Linked DNA regions of Sus scrofa: region 1 is linked to region 2. A link is a contact called in public promoter capture Hi-C data. All regions are on one chromosome and are shown on one strand. The core of a region is the stretch at or near the end of the contact, and the rest is flanking DNA. Distances in the headings are between cores, read along the strand shown.

Region 1 (6,421 bases), core at 925-3,424, 260 kb after region 2:
CGTGGAGCTTGTTGGCAGAGCTTGGTGTAGCTTTACTGTTGTTGCTCTTTGCAAGGACTATCTGGCCCTTAAGAGACTTGAATTAGTCCAAACACATGCCTGAGGCAGAATGTGTTACAGTTTCTTTTTCTTTTCTTTCTTTTTTTTTTTTTTTTTGTCTTTTAGGGCTGCACCCATGGTATATGGAGGTTCCCAGGCTAGCAGCTGAACCAGAACTGTAGATACCAGCCTATGCCACAGCAACTCGATATCCGAGTGGTGTCTGCGACCTACACCACAGCTCACGGCAACTCTGGATCCTCAACCCACTGAGCAAGGCCAGGGATGGAACCTGCATCCTCATGGATGCTAGTCATATTCCTTTCCACTGAGCCATGACGGGAACTCCAATGTATTAATCTATAACGAAAAATACCATTGATGGAAGTGGTTTCTCAGGGTTACCTGAGATGCTGTCTCCCGGGCTCAAGTCCTAATTTCACCCCAAATAAAACTTAACTCTCAAAAAAAAAAAAAAAAAAAAAAAAAAAACCATCGACACACCAATCAGAAATATCCGGTATTGGTGTCATCAGCACAAACTCTCCTTTCGGTCAAGTCAGAGAGAGAGCACATTTTTTTCTCCAGGAAAGTACCCTGTCTGAGATAATTGTTTAATGGGCATGGAATCAAAAAAAAAAAAAAAAAAAAGAGAGAGAGAGTCAAAGACAAGAAGTTTCCAGTGGCATCAATGGGGTGTCCATCTCTCCAAATAATGTCCTCATCTGTGGTACCAGAGATATTTGAAGGCTTGCTAGGACAGTATTGAAATGGATCTCAGTAGGTTCTCTTTTCCCCATTGTCTCCCTTTACTGTCTAGTCCATAGACTAGACTACCTGTCATTCTCTCTCCAAATGTCTATTTTCCATAAGTTGAGATATGTATCCATAAGTAGACATTTAGAAATGCTACATATTTCCTATATGTGAAACAGTGTCTGATGGGGTACAGCGAAATCCGAATGAAACAAGAGTTCTAAATTCAAACTTCAAAATAAATTAGCCTTATATATGAGAGGTGAGCACATACAACTATTACACAATTATATACATAATTTCGGTGACCGGAGAAGTCTCTAAAAAGGTGAGTCCACAAAGTTTACGTTGTTAGGCTGAACAGTACGAGCCTAGCCTAGTGCACGTTGAGAGTTTATCACTACAAAGCGCGAAAAGGACTCACAGAACCATAGAAACTTATCAACACACAGGAGCTAAACTGACCGGAAAGGGAGAAAAACGAGATGGAGTCCAAAGGCAGCAGGGGAGAGCGTCAAGGAGGCATGGTTGGTGCTCAGATTCTGACTCTGTTTCAGGAAGTCAAAGGTCGATTTAAAGGTCAAGGTTTCTCTGTTTACGGCATCCTCACTCTTCTCCTACCCGTGTCCTTCCACCTGGTCAAGGTGTGCCTTCCCTCCGAATCAACCACAGCACAGGTGAAACCAGTCTTCCACAAGTCGCCTATTCTGAGGCTACCCCGGTCCTTCGTACCTCTGAGCGTTCAGAGCACCTTCTGCTCTGAAATCCCAGTTAAGTTTCGGTGCTCCGAAGCCCTGGCTGTAACTCGAAACAACTGCGGACGCTCTTCACGCTTTACTCTGCCGGTACCTCAAGAGACACAGAGCAACTGCCTGCGTTTCCCCCGGGACCTGGCTCCTCACAGCCCCTTCGCCACACCCTAGGTGCTCCCCGGTCCCCAGAACAACTCTCCGAAGCTCTGCGCGGGATAATCCTATTGAGGCAGAAACCGGGCACCCAGCCCTCAGCTCGGTCCTTTCCCCAAGGCCCTTCCAGCCCGGGGTCGCGTTCCACCCCAGCCCCCTAGCCCCCGCGCGTCACTCGTGCAACACGCGCCCATTCATTCCGCCCTGCTGCTGTCATTGGCGCCGTGACCTCTGCGCCCGGCCGCCGCACGCGCTCCCCGGCCTCACCTGCGCACGGGCAACAGCGGCAGCGGCGGCGCGCTGCCCAGACGGCCCCGCATGGCCGGGAGAGCCAGGCCCAGGGCTCCGTGCCGCCGGCCTCCAGAAGCAGCCGCGCCGCCACCGCCACCAGCACGAGGCCATGGTCCGAGTCTGAAAGTCGCGGCTGGGCGGCAGCTCCGCCTCTGGCCCAGTGGCCCCTCCTCCGGGGACCCGGAGCCGGAAGTCCAGCACCGGAAGAGCTTCTGCCCCGCTCGCCCCGCCCCTTCGCCACCAAGGGGTCGCGGTCCGCCCAGCGTTCCCTGCGCTTCCCGCAGAGGAGCTGGAGGGGTGGCCGCAGAGGGGCTCGCGTGTGGCGGCGCCGGGGCGGCTGGATCCCTTGACGCCGCGCCAGCCTGGGAAAAACCAGCGTGATCTTCTTCTCGGGGAGTGGCCTCTTCCGACCCCGCCCAACCGGTGTTCAAGTAGTCACCGCAAAAATGCAACCTGGAGGACCCGCAGTCAGTCAAAAATAACACAAGGCGTATGCCGAAATGGGGCTAACTTTGCTTTTGCGTGTTTAGGTGGAAATAGGACGTAAAGAATCTAATTCCCATTTTGCTAATCCAGTGGCTCCAGTTTCTGCTGCTGCTTCTCTTAACTGGCACCTGTCACGCCTTCGTTTGCTTTTCGTGGCGACCTGGCCTTGAAAGTGACAGCCTTTTGCGTCTTTCCAGTAATAAGTCAACACCCCCCCCCGACAGGGTTCTTGTGAAAGAGAAGCTAGATTAGCCCCATCTCTCCACTTTTGGATTCTCTCCTCTGAAAACCTTTTAGGTATAGTGTAGCCTAGTTTGGCAGTCTTAGGCACATCTAGATTTGAGTACCTTTCGGGTGTGTACCAAGCTGTGTGAAGTTCTTTAATATTTGGTAATGGTGAATCTATTTGTAACCATCCCAGGGAATACTGGAGAATGGACAGGATTAATACCCTCTATGAGTTAGAAAGACCTTTCCTTTATTCTATGGTCAGATCTCCTCGTGGTACTGAGAGAGCGTATTTATAACAGAAGTTGTGATATAATCATTCAGTACGTGTACACAAGGAGACAAAGTGTAAGCACTAAGGATACAGATATAGAAGAAACTTACTCTGTCCTCAAACAATTCACTCTTATGAGAAAATAGTCCAATAAAAAGGCAACCATGATTCTCCAATATTTTTTTTTCTTTCGACTCACGCATTTTGCATTAAAGAATGAAAGTGCTCGTATTGCTGAGCACATTATTTTTACACTTATCTTCAAAGTATTTTTTTTTTTTGTCTTTTTTTTGCTATTTCTTTGGGCCGCACCTGCGGCATATGGAGGTTCCCAGGCTAGGGATCGAATCGGAGCTGTAGCCACTGGCCTAGGCCAGAGCCACAGCAACGCAGGATCCGAGCCGCATCTGCAACCTACACCACAGCTCACGGCAACGCAGGATCGTTAACCCACTGAGCAGGGGCAGGGACCGAACCCGCAACCTCATGGTTCCTAGTCGGATTCGTTAACCACTGCGCCACGACGGGAACTCCCCAAAGTATTTTTTTTACAGAATAAAAGCATATAAGTTTTTTAAAAGTTAATTTTATTGAGGATTTTTTCTCCCATCCTGCAGAATATTATGTAAAAGATATGTCAGGTGCGTTACAAGTAAAGGTTGTTGTGGCTTATCTTGATCTAGGTTTATATATTAAGAAATATCCAACAGGTGGCATTTGCCAAAATAGAATGTAGCAGTAAACAGTTATACTGTACTTGCAACAATCCTGTGACTTAGGTATTATCATTTGTCGTCTTTTATATGTAGGGAATATATGGAGGAATTAAATGTCTTGCCCATACTCTAGTTGGTGGATAGAGCACCACCTGATTCTATTAAGCCATTTTCGCTTAAGAATTGTTTACCCTGGGAGTTCTCATTGTGGTGCAGCAGACATGAATCCAACTAGTATTCATGAGGATGTGGGTTTGATCCCTGGCCTCAGTCGGTGAGTTAAGGATCTTGTGTTCCTGTGAGCTATGGTGTAGGTGGCAGGTGCAGCTCAGATCCTTAGTTGCTGTGGTTGTGGTATAGGCTGGCAGCTGTAGCTCTGATTCGACCCCTAGCCTGGGAGCTTTCTTTTTTCCCTTCTCTCTCTCTCTTTTGCGGTGCCTGTGGCATATGGATGTTCCCAGGCTAGGGTTTGAATCCGAGCTGTAGCTGCTGGCCTATGCCACAATCACAGCAATGCCAGATCCTTAAACCACTGAGCAAAGCAGGGATTGAACCCATGTCCGTATGGATACCAGTTGGGTTCATTACTACTGAGCCATGATGGGAACACCTGAAGACATTTTCTTTGCATAATGGTGGTACTATTCAAAACATTATCTAGTTAGGACCAAGTTAGGATAATGATATTATTCAAACATTATCTAGTTAGGACTCCCAAGTCAAGGGGAGATTTTATATATAATACTATATGGGTATTAACCATGTCTTGTTTCATAGTACTGCATAAAAATTTATCATCCTGATTATTAGATAACCAACAGGTGAATTATCAACATAACTGTGCTAAGAATATTTACTGAGAGAAGAGATTCAAACATAGATGCACTGAAATGTTAGCAATTTTTTTTTTCATTTTTTTGGCTACCCCGAGGCATATGGAACTCCTGGGCTCTTATTTCTATTACCAATTTCTCTGAGATATTAAGATAAAAGGTAATATACATTTAGAATTTTCTCTGAGGTTTTAGTTTATGACATTTAGCTCCTGGGCTCTTACTTCCATTACCAATTTCTCTGAGATATTAAGATAAAAGGTAACATACATTTAGAATTTTCTCTGAGGTTTTAGTTGGCTAAAGCTTCATAAGAGTGAGATTTCGTACTTCTGAAGCAATTAGCCTTTTTTGTTCCATTGTCAGGGATCACAGGTATTAACTGATCAGCTACCTTGCCAAAATGTGAGTCAATCACTACAAAATCATAAGTATTAATGAGACATTATATACTGCCCACGCTCTACTAAACTTTTAGACAATCATAACAGAAAATGCATTAATTATATAATTAGGCAGTTTCCACACAGAGGCACTCCTAAAGGAGAAGAAAATATGCTATTGGATCTTCTATTCCTAATCATACAGCCAGGTTTTCTTGATACTAAAATCTGTTTTATGAGGAGTTCCTGTCGTGGCACAGTGGTTAACGAATCCAACTAGGAACCATGAGGTTGCAGGTTCGGTCCCTGCCCCTGCTCAGTGGGTTAAGGATCCTGCGTTGCCGTGAGCTGTGGTGTAGGTTGCAGATGCGGCTCGGATCCTGCATTGCTGTGGCTCTGGCCTAGGCCTGTGGCTACAGCTCTGATTGGACCCCTAGCCTGGGAACCTCCATATGCCGCGGGAGCAGCCCTAGAAAAGACAAAAAGACCAAAAAAAAAAATAATAATAATAAATACATAAATAAAATAAAATAAAAATAAAATCTGTTTTATGGTTAACTACCCATTTGTTTCCCATGTTGCTGCCTTATTCAACATCTGCTTGGGGAAAGCATGAAGAGCTAAATCTGACCCACATTTGAGTTTTTAACTCATATGGAGAAAATAAAAGAATTCTCTTGCTTCTGTTATAACTGACATATAGTTCACCTAGGCTTGGGTGGAATAAATAGGAGTTATTCTAAACAGTTGAACAAACTGATCTGATGCTACCTTTCTCTGTTGATTCAATATGTCATTTTCATTATGCATGGAATTCTTACTTTATAGGGTGATCGATATGCAGTGATCAATCTTTAACAGACACTGAAAGAAGTGATGCAGTCAGTCATTGATCATGATATGTATCTGATATTTATGTGGTGATTTTTGAGCTGAAGAGCTAAGAGGGGAGTTTTTACTTCACATAATTACTAACATTTAAAATACCATGGCAGCAAAGGTGAACCATGCTGGGGAACTAGTGTTATTTTAGCTAAATTGTGGTAATTGGAACTTGTGCATGTTGAACTATGAAAGCAAGGACCATCTGGACCATGTATTTCCTAAAGTTTTCTTTTACATCCTGTGATAAAGGCAGGGATGGAGAGACACAGTGCATTCAACCTTTTGGTCCACTAAAACCGTATCAACATTTTGACCACAAAAATTTCTTAATTCTCTTCAGTGGTTTTCCTAAAATATACATCATCTAATATGAAAACTCAAAAACATTATAATGTTTGAATTTTCATAGTTTTTCACCATAAAGGAAATGTACAATGAATAGAAGTTAGGAGACCCAGATGGCAACCCAGCTCTGTGGGATGTAGGTTAAGCATTCCATGTTGAAGAATATATGATTGTCTTTTTCTGCCTCTAAATTTTTATTTATAGAAACTTATAGCATTGTAGTAATAGATAATCCAAAAATTATCTAAATAACTTTTTTTTCTAATTACTATGTTATTCA
Region 2 (6,455 bases), core at 2,660-5,159:
CATAGTTAATGATATGGAAATAAATTCATAACACTATTAAAAGAAAAAAGTTGGCTGGAGAACTTTATGTAATATCTTTTTAAAAAAAGTGTGCACAAACATATTTGTGTAGAGATAAAAAGTATGAAAGAACTTATTCTAAAATGTGATCTCTTTGGGTGATGAAATTATAGACGATCTTAATTTTCTGATTTATATTTTTCTTTTTAGCATTTTTGGCAATGAGAATGTATTATTTTTAGAGTCAGAAAGAAAGAATAAGCTCTTTTGAAATGACAGGAATTGAATTATTTTAAGATACATGTTTTTTTTGCCTATATCTATCTGTGAAAAGTTTTCATTATCTCTTCTCATTCAATCAAGAATTTAAATCACTAAAAGATGGTTTGACCTCTTCTTAATGAAAACATTGACACTATGTGTCATAAAATTTAAATTCAAGGGTACTGACCAATTAAGCATCAGTATACTGATGTGTTTACCATCCTTCACAGCATAAAATGCATAAGGGTCCCACATAAGCCCAGTCTGGACTGCTGACAGTAAACAAAAAATTTCTTCCCTATCTCTACAAACATCACATAATACTAACTCCATTCAGCCAATGATAAGTTCTCCTAAAACTGGGTCTTCCTGACATAAACTTCCTTATGTTCAGCTTCAAAAGATTTAACGTTGTATTCAGCAAGCCTAGTCATATCCTTTTTCAAACAACTGGTAAGACTCCTCCAGACACTGTCACATTGGTAAATACCACCTTCCTGCATCCAGTTGATCAAACCAGAAACACCTCTCTCCATCATCCTTCATCTCCAATACCTCATAAAATTCCATTTTTTCAAGATAACACCCCTTCCTTCCATAATTATTGCCACTCCTTAGTGGTGCATTATCACTCTCTGTATTAGTGCAATAACATCCTCAACGGAAAACACTTCCACTCTTATCCTTTCATACTCTCCATACTACTCAAATGTAAATCTCATGTTACTTACAGCTCACAGCAACACCAACACACAACTTCATGGTTCCTAGTCGGATTGTTTCACTGCACCATGATGGGAACTCCTCATGTTAGTTCTTAACATGCTTAAAAGCATTCAATGGTTTCCAACAAATTTATTTATTTATTTATTTTGGTCTTTCTGTCTTTTTAGGGCCACATATGGAGGTTCCCAGGCCAGGGATCTAATCAAAGCTATAGCCACTGGCCTACACCACAGCCACAGCAATGCTGTGATCCTTAACCCACTATTCGAGTTCAGGGATCGAACCCCCAACCCCATTGTTCCTAGTCAGATGCGTTTCTGCTTCGCCATGACGGGAACACCCAGTTCCAACAAATTTAAATTGCAATCCTGGAGTTTCCACTGTGGCTCAGCAAAAACAATCTGACTACTATCCTTGAGGACTCGGGTTAGATCCCTGAAAGCTGCTGTGTAGGTCGCAGATGTGACTTGGATCCCGAGTTGCTGTGGCTGGCAGCTGCAGCTCCAATTTGGACCCCTAGCCTGGGAACTTCCATATGCCTCAGGTACGGCCCTAAAAAGCAAAACAAACAAACAAAAAACTTAAAATGAAATCCAAAATCCCTTATTATAACTCCTGGTGTGATCTGCGTCAAGTCTTATCCCCAACTATTTTTCTATCATTAGCGCTTTAATCACCTTGCTCTAGCCACACTAGCCTTATTCTCCTCCTTCTGATCAGCTAGGCTGTTATCCCCAGATATTCTACCAGTTCACTTCTATTAACAATTCACTTGGCTAACTCCTACTCCTGTTTCATTTCATAGCATTATTAAGATTCTGCATCTGCTTTGTTCACCTAACACACGCCAGTAAATAACTAACCACTTCATTTTCTATTATCCAGTCAGTACTAGCAAAAAAGAAAAACAAAGGGGTAGAAATTACACAAAGGGACATAATAATAAGCTTAAGGAACTAGAGTCTCTAAAATTATTTTTAAAACTGAATGTTTTCAAAAAATGTTTATTTGCAAAGCAGGGAAGAACTCTCAAAGAAAAAAATCTCAACGTTATCATCCAAAAAAGATTTTTAATTGAACTAAGAATAAAACACTGTCACAAGTGATTACCCCTGAAAGAAGATAATTAAAAATCCAAGGAGTTCCCATCGTGGCACAGCGGAAACGAATCCGACTAGGAACCATGAGGACTTGGGTTCGACCCCTGGCCCTGCTCAGTGGGTTAAGGATCCAGAGTTGCCCTGAGCTGTGATGTAGATTGCAGAGAGGCTTGGATCTGGCGTTGCTGTGGCTCTGCCACAGGCCTGCAGTTACAGCTCCGATTAGACCCCTAGCCTGGGAACCTCCATATGCCGCGTGTACGGCCCTTAAAGAAAAAAAAGAAAAAAAGAAAAAAGAAAAAAGCCAAAAAACCCAAAACCCAGAATATATATTAAAAAAATAAATAAAAAATAAAAACTCAAATGCTCGGCATTTTTTTCTCTGCCCTTTTGCTTTATAAACTAAAACACCGAGAGGAGGCTGAATCAAAATATTAACTGAAAGCAGTGAATAACTTGTAAATATATACTTATTAGTCACATTTGATCAAAAGAAAACGTAGATTATTCAAAATTTTATAATATGTTTAAATTCCTTTAAAAGAAAGAACAGAGAATAGAATTGTTAATACCAAAGTCTTTGAAGAGTTTATTTCGTGCGCTCTTTACGTCTGTGACAAAGACGTCTCCCTACCCCCGCCCACCCCAGAATGTCCAGCACTCAACAAAGCCTGATGGATTCTCTAGCAAAAATTCCACGCAATCAAGTCGAAAAACCAATGTCTCCATCACGCTCGTATTATGCCTCTATTTCCTCGTCAATCCTTTACAGCGTGGCCCCGAGCCCTTTTCAACCTCAGGAGTCCAACTAGGTTAATCGCTTCTTTCCTACGACCCCTTAAGAGAAACCGCTTCCAGCAAACGCAAAAGGCAAACAGCCGCGGGCAGAAAGGAAGAAAAACCGACTGGATGCCGGACCTACCTGGGGCTGCACGGTACTCGACAGGGAAAACATCTTTTCCGGGCCCTCAGCGACCTCACCCGCCTGCCGAAACTGCTCCTCTAGGCCACCGCCTGGCGGGGAGGCGCTGAGCCCTTCACCACCTTCACTCTCCCCTCGCCCTTACTCTTCCTAGAAATGGAAGATGGCCTCCCCTTCCCACAGCTGCTACAACGACAAGCACTGTGCCCCGGAAGGCAAGGCGCTAACGCAACAGTACTTCCGGGGCAGACGAGGCCCCCTCCCCGAGTCGTGCGTCAACTTTAGGCCTTTTCAGGGACCTGAGTTTCCCCCGCCGCAGCTGACGCCCCCAAAGTAGTTCATGTTCACACTGAGTTAGACACGCGCCGGGTCCCCAAGGCTATGTGGCTGTAGTTTTCTTTTTAAGGGGGAGTGGCATCAACCCTGTCAAATCTTTCTCCAGCTTCCTTATCAATACTTCCAATATATTCTGTTCTGACTGGGCCTCGAGCCATAAGCGCTTTTGTTACAATTTAGTCCTCCTTATCTTGCCCACAATAAATCAAAAACTCATCCTGCTTCAGAAAGGCAAGTTACATACATTCTGTTAAAATGTCAAATTACAGGGCAGTCATGGGCTTCCTGCTCATCCAGTTTCTCCACATTCTGTGTTGTCACTGGCCTGGTATTACTGACGAGACCGAACTGGTTTACGTTTCTTCCGCGGGTGGTAGTTCTTAGGATTTTTTTTTTTTTCTTAAGCGGGATGAGAGCAGGGTCCCACCAGATGGAAGGCGGGAGAAAACTTAAATCTTGCGATTCAGATTCAGGCTCCCATGCTCTCTTCTCCCTGCTCTCAATAATTTTGCCCTCCGGAGTCATCACAAATAAAATAAGTGGACCGCGACCACTCTGGAAGAGTCAGTGGTTGCTCAGGAATTTCTCAGCTGCCCCGCCCTCACGCCCAAAGGCTCACGCATCGACGCAGGGGCGGTGACTGGAGCGAGGCCGCGCTGGGCTTGGCGAGAGTGGGAGCGGTGACGGGATGACGTCACGGCCGGCGCGCGGCTTGGGCGGAGCCTTACTTTGAACCCAATTGGCGGGAGTTGCGGCTCTAGCAGGGGCCTTAGGCGCTGCTGCGGTCTTGCATCCTGGGGGGCCTGCAATGGAGCCCACCGCGGGCAGCGAAATGGAGAGCGGAGGAGGCGCGGCAACTGGGGCGTGTGTGACTAGGATCCCGGTGCCCAGACCTCCATCCATTGAGGAGTTTACCATAGTGAAGCCCATCAGCCGTGGCGCCTTCGGGAAGGTGTATCTGGGGCAGAAAGGCGACAGGTTGTATGCGGTGAAGGTAAGAGTCAAAGAATAAAGAAAACAAGAGTCTGGCCCTTCGGCCCTCCTTCCTGCCCCGTGAATCGGGCAGGTCCCAGGGCCGCCGGAGCGACTAGACTGGGTGCTTGGCTTGCCAAAGCCTTCGGAGCCCTGCGAGATGATTTCTCACTTGGCTGGCAGCGCGGGCAAGTCTGTGATGCCTCTGCCCCGCCCTTCCCTTCACACAGTGAAGGTTTAGGAGACGCCAGAATTTTGGAATCCTTTTTACTAGTAATTAAGTTTTTACCAGGATTAAGGTTGAAACTTTAAGTTTGAAACCGGTATTTCCAAATTATATTTTAATTACATCAGTTTGATGTAGACTCATTTCTTTTGTATCGAGATGTATTTGACATATATTAGTTTCAGGTGTACAAGATAATGACTCATTATTTGTCTACATAGTGAAATGATCAACACGGTAAATCTAGTTAACAAACGTTACAACCCAGCTACAATTTTTTTTTTCTTGTAATGAGAACTTTTAAGATCTCTCTCAGCAGCTTTCAAATATACGATGCAGTATTGTTAACTGTAGTCACCATCCTGTGAAATAGATTAACCTCTGACCTAAATATCCTAAAGACCTCATTAAACAAACCGGGCTTTCCTCTTCAAACATTTCATTATAAATCTCCACGGTACTTTTATTTAAAGACTAAGCTGAAATAGGTCCTAAATACTCCTTTGTCCTTGGAATAGTATATATCCTTTCAGAAGCATTCAAGAGCTTTCAATGTAGAGTTCCCATTTTGGCTCAGCGGTAACAAAACCGAAACCGACTAGTATCCATGGGTATGCAGATTCTATCCCTGGCCTCTCTCAGTGGATTAAAGATCCCCAGTTGCTGTGAGCTGTAGTGTAGGTCTCAGATATGGCTCAGATCTGGCGTTGCTGTGGCTGTGCTGTAGAGCGGCAGCTGCCTCTCTGTTTCCATCCCTAGCCTGGGAACTTCCATATGTTTCTGGTGTAGCCCTTAAAAGACAAAATAACATAATTATTCAGTTTAGCGCTCCAATTTTAAGGTATAGTTTTGCTTCTATACTAATTTCCTTGACACTTATAAGGAGTAATTAGTTATTTTCTGTAATACAGCATCTGAGACTAAGTTTGGTAGTTCTAATCATTTTTAAGAATTTTTTTTCCTGGAGTTCCCGTCGTGGCGCAGTGGTTAACAAATCCGACTAGGAACCATGAGGTTTCGGGTTCGATCCCTGCCCTTGCTCAATGGGTTAATGATCCGGCGTTGCCCTGAGCTGTGGTGTAGGTTGCAGACGCGGCTCGGATCTTGCGTTGCTGTGGCTCTGGCGTAGGCCGGCGGCTACAGCTCGGATTGGACCGCTAGCCTGGGAACCTCCATATGCCCGCGGCAGCGGCCCAAGAAAAGACAAAAAAAAAAAAAAAAAGAATTTTTTTTCCTGAGCAAACTATCTTACATCCTTCTTTCTGATTCTATCTACAAACATCCAAGAATCAAAAAATTTTTTTTAAATTTTAAAAATAATATTAGCTACTATTTCTCTTTGCCTATGTTCCTGATTATTTGGGTTTTATTAGGAACATTACTATCCTTTGACTTAGTTGTAAGAACAACAGAAAAGAATTTTTTTCTACTAGTAGGGTAGTCAGGCAGGGAGCATTTGTTTATGTCTTCTTCCTCTGAAAAGGGATGTGATACTTTTGCCACTTGATACCAAGATAAGCAGTTCTGTGTTAAAAGTTTTATTTTGTTTTCACCGTATTAGCTCTTTTCCCCCCTTTTTTTGACTGCCCCAAGGCAAATGGAGTTCCCTGGCCAGGGATCAGATCTGAGTTTCAACCTAAGCAGTAGCTTAGGCAACACCAGATCCTTAACCCACTGTGCCAGCCCAGGGATCAAACCTGCATCTCAGTGCTCCCAAGAAGCCACCGATGCTGCCGATCCCAGGGTGCCACAGCAGGAACTCCCATATTAGCTATTTTTCTGGCAGAGTTTCCTGCTGGCAGTGTAAGTCCAAACAACAACTATGTATTCTCTCTCTCTGGCTCTTTTCATGATGGCATCTTGGAAACCTGAGAACATTTTGTGTCAAAAATAAAATGGGGAGTTCCCG

The links. Promoter capture Hi-C pulls out the DNA fragments that hold promoters and counts their contacts.
Region 1: a contact with region 2 is called in a promoter capture Hi-C map of liver, with 3 times the contacts expected there. The contact joins the promoter of PDSS1 here to the promoter of MASTL in region 2. A contact is called at or near these places in 1 of 5 promoter capture datasets (liver) and 1 of 2 datasets of contacts at active chromatin or transcription factors (alveolar macrophages).

Annotation. Positions count from the first base shown.
Region 1 is chr10:49,118,219-49,124,639 of Sscrofa11.1, forward strand. It overlaps PDSS1 (decaprenyl-diphosphate synthase subunit 1), which reads right to left and starts at 2,175. Exons shown (of 12, transcript XM_005668142.3): 1 at 1,968-2,175. The coding sequence starts at 2,102.
Region 2 is chr10:48,851,986-48,858,440 of Sscrofa11.1, forward strand. MASTL (serine/threonine-protein kinase greatwall) reads left to right here and starts at 3,910. Exons shown (of 13, transcript XM_021064881.1): 1 at 3,910-4,342. The coding sequence starts at 4,157. YME1L1 (ATP-dependent zinc metalloprotease YME1L1) reads right to left here and starts at 3,243. Exons shown (of 19, transcript XM_021064882.1): 1 at 3,013-3,243. The coding sequence starts at 3,045.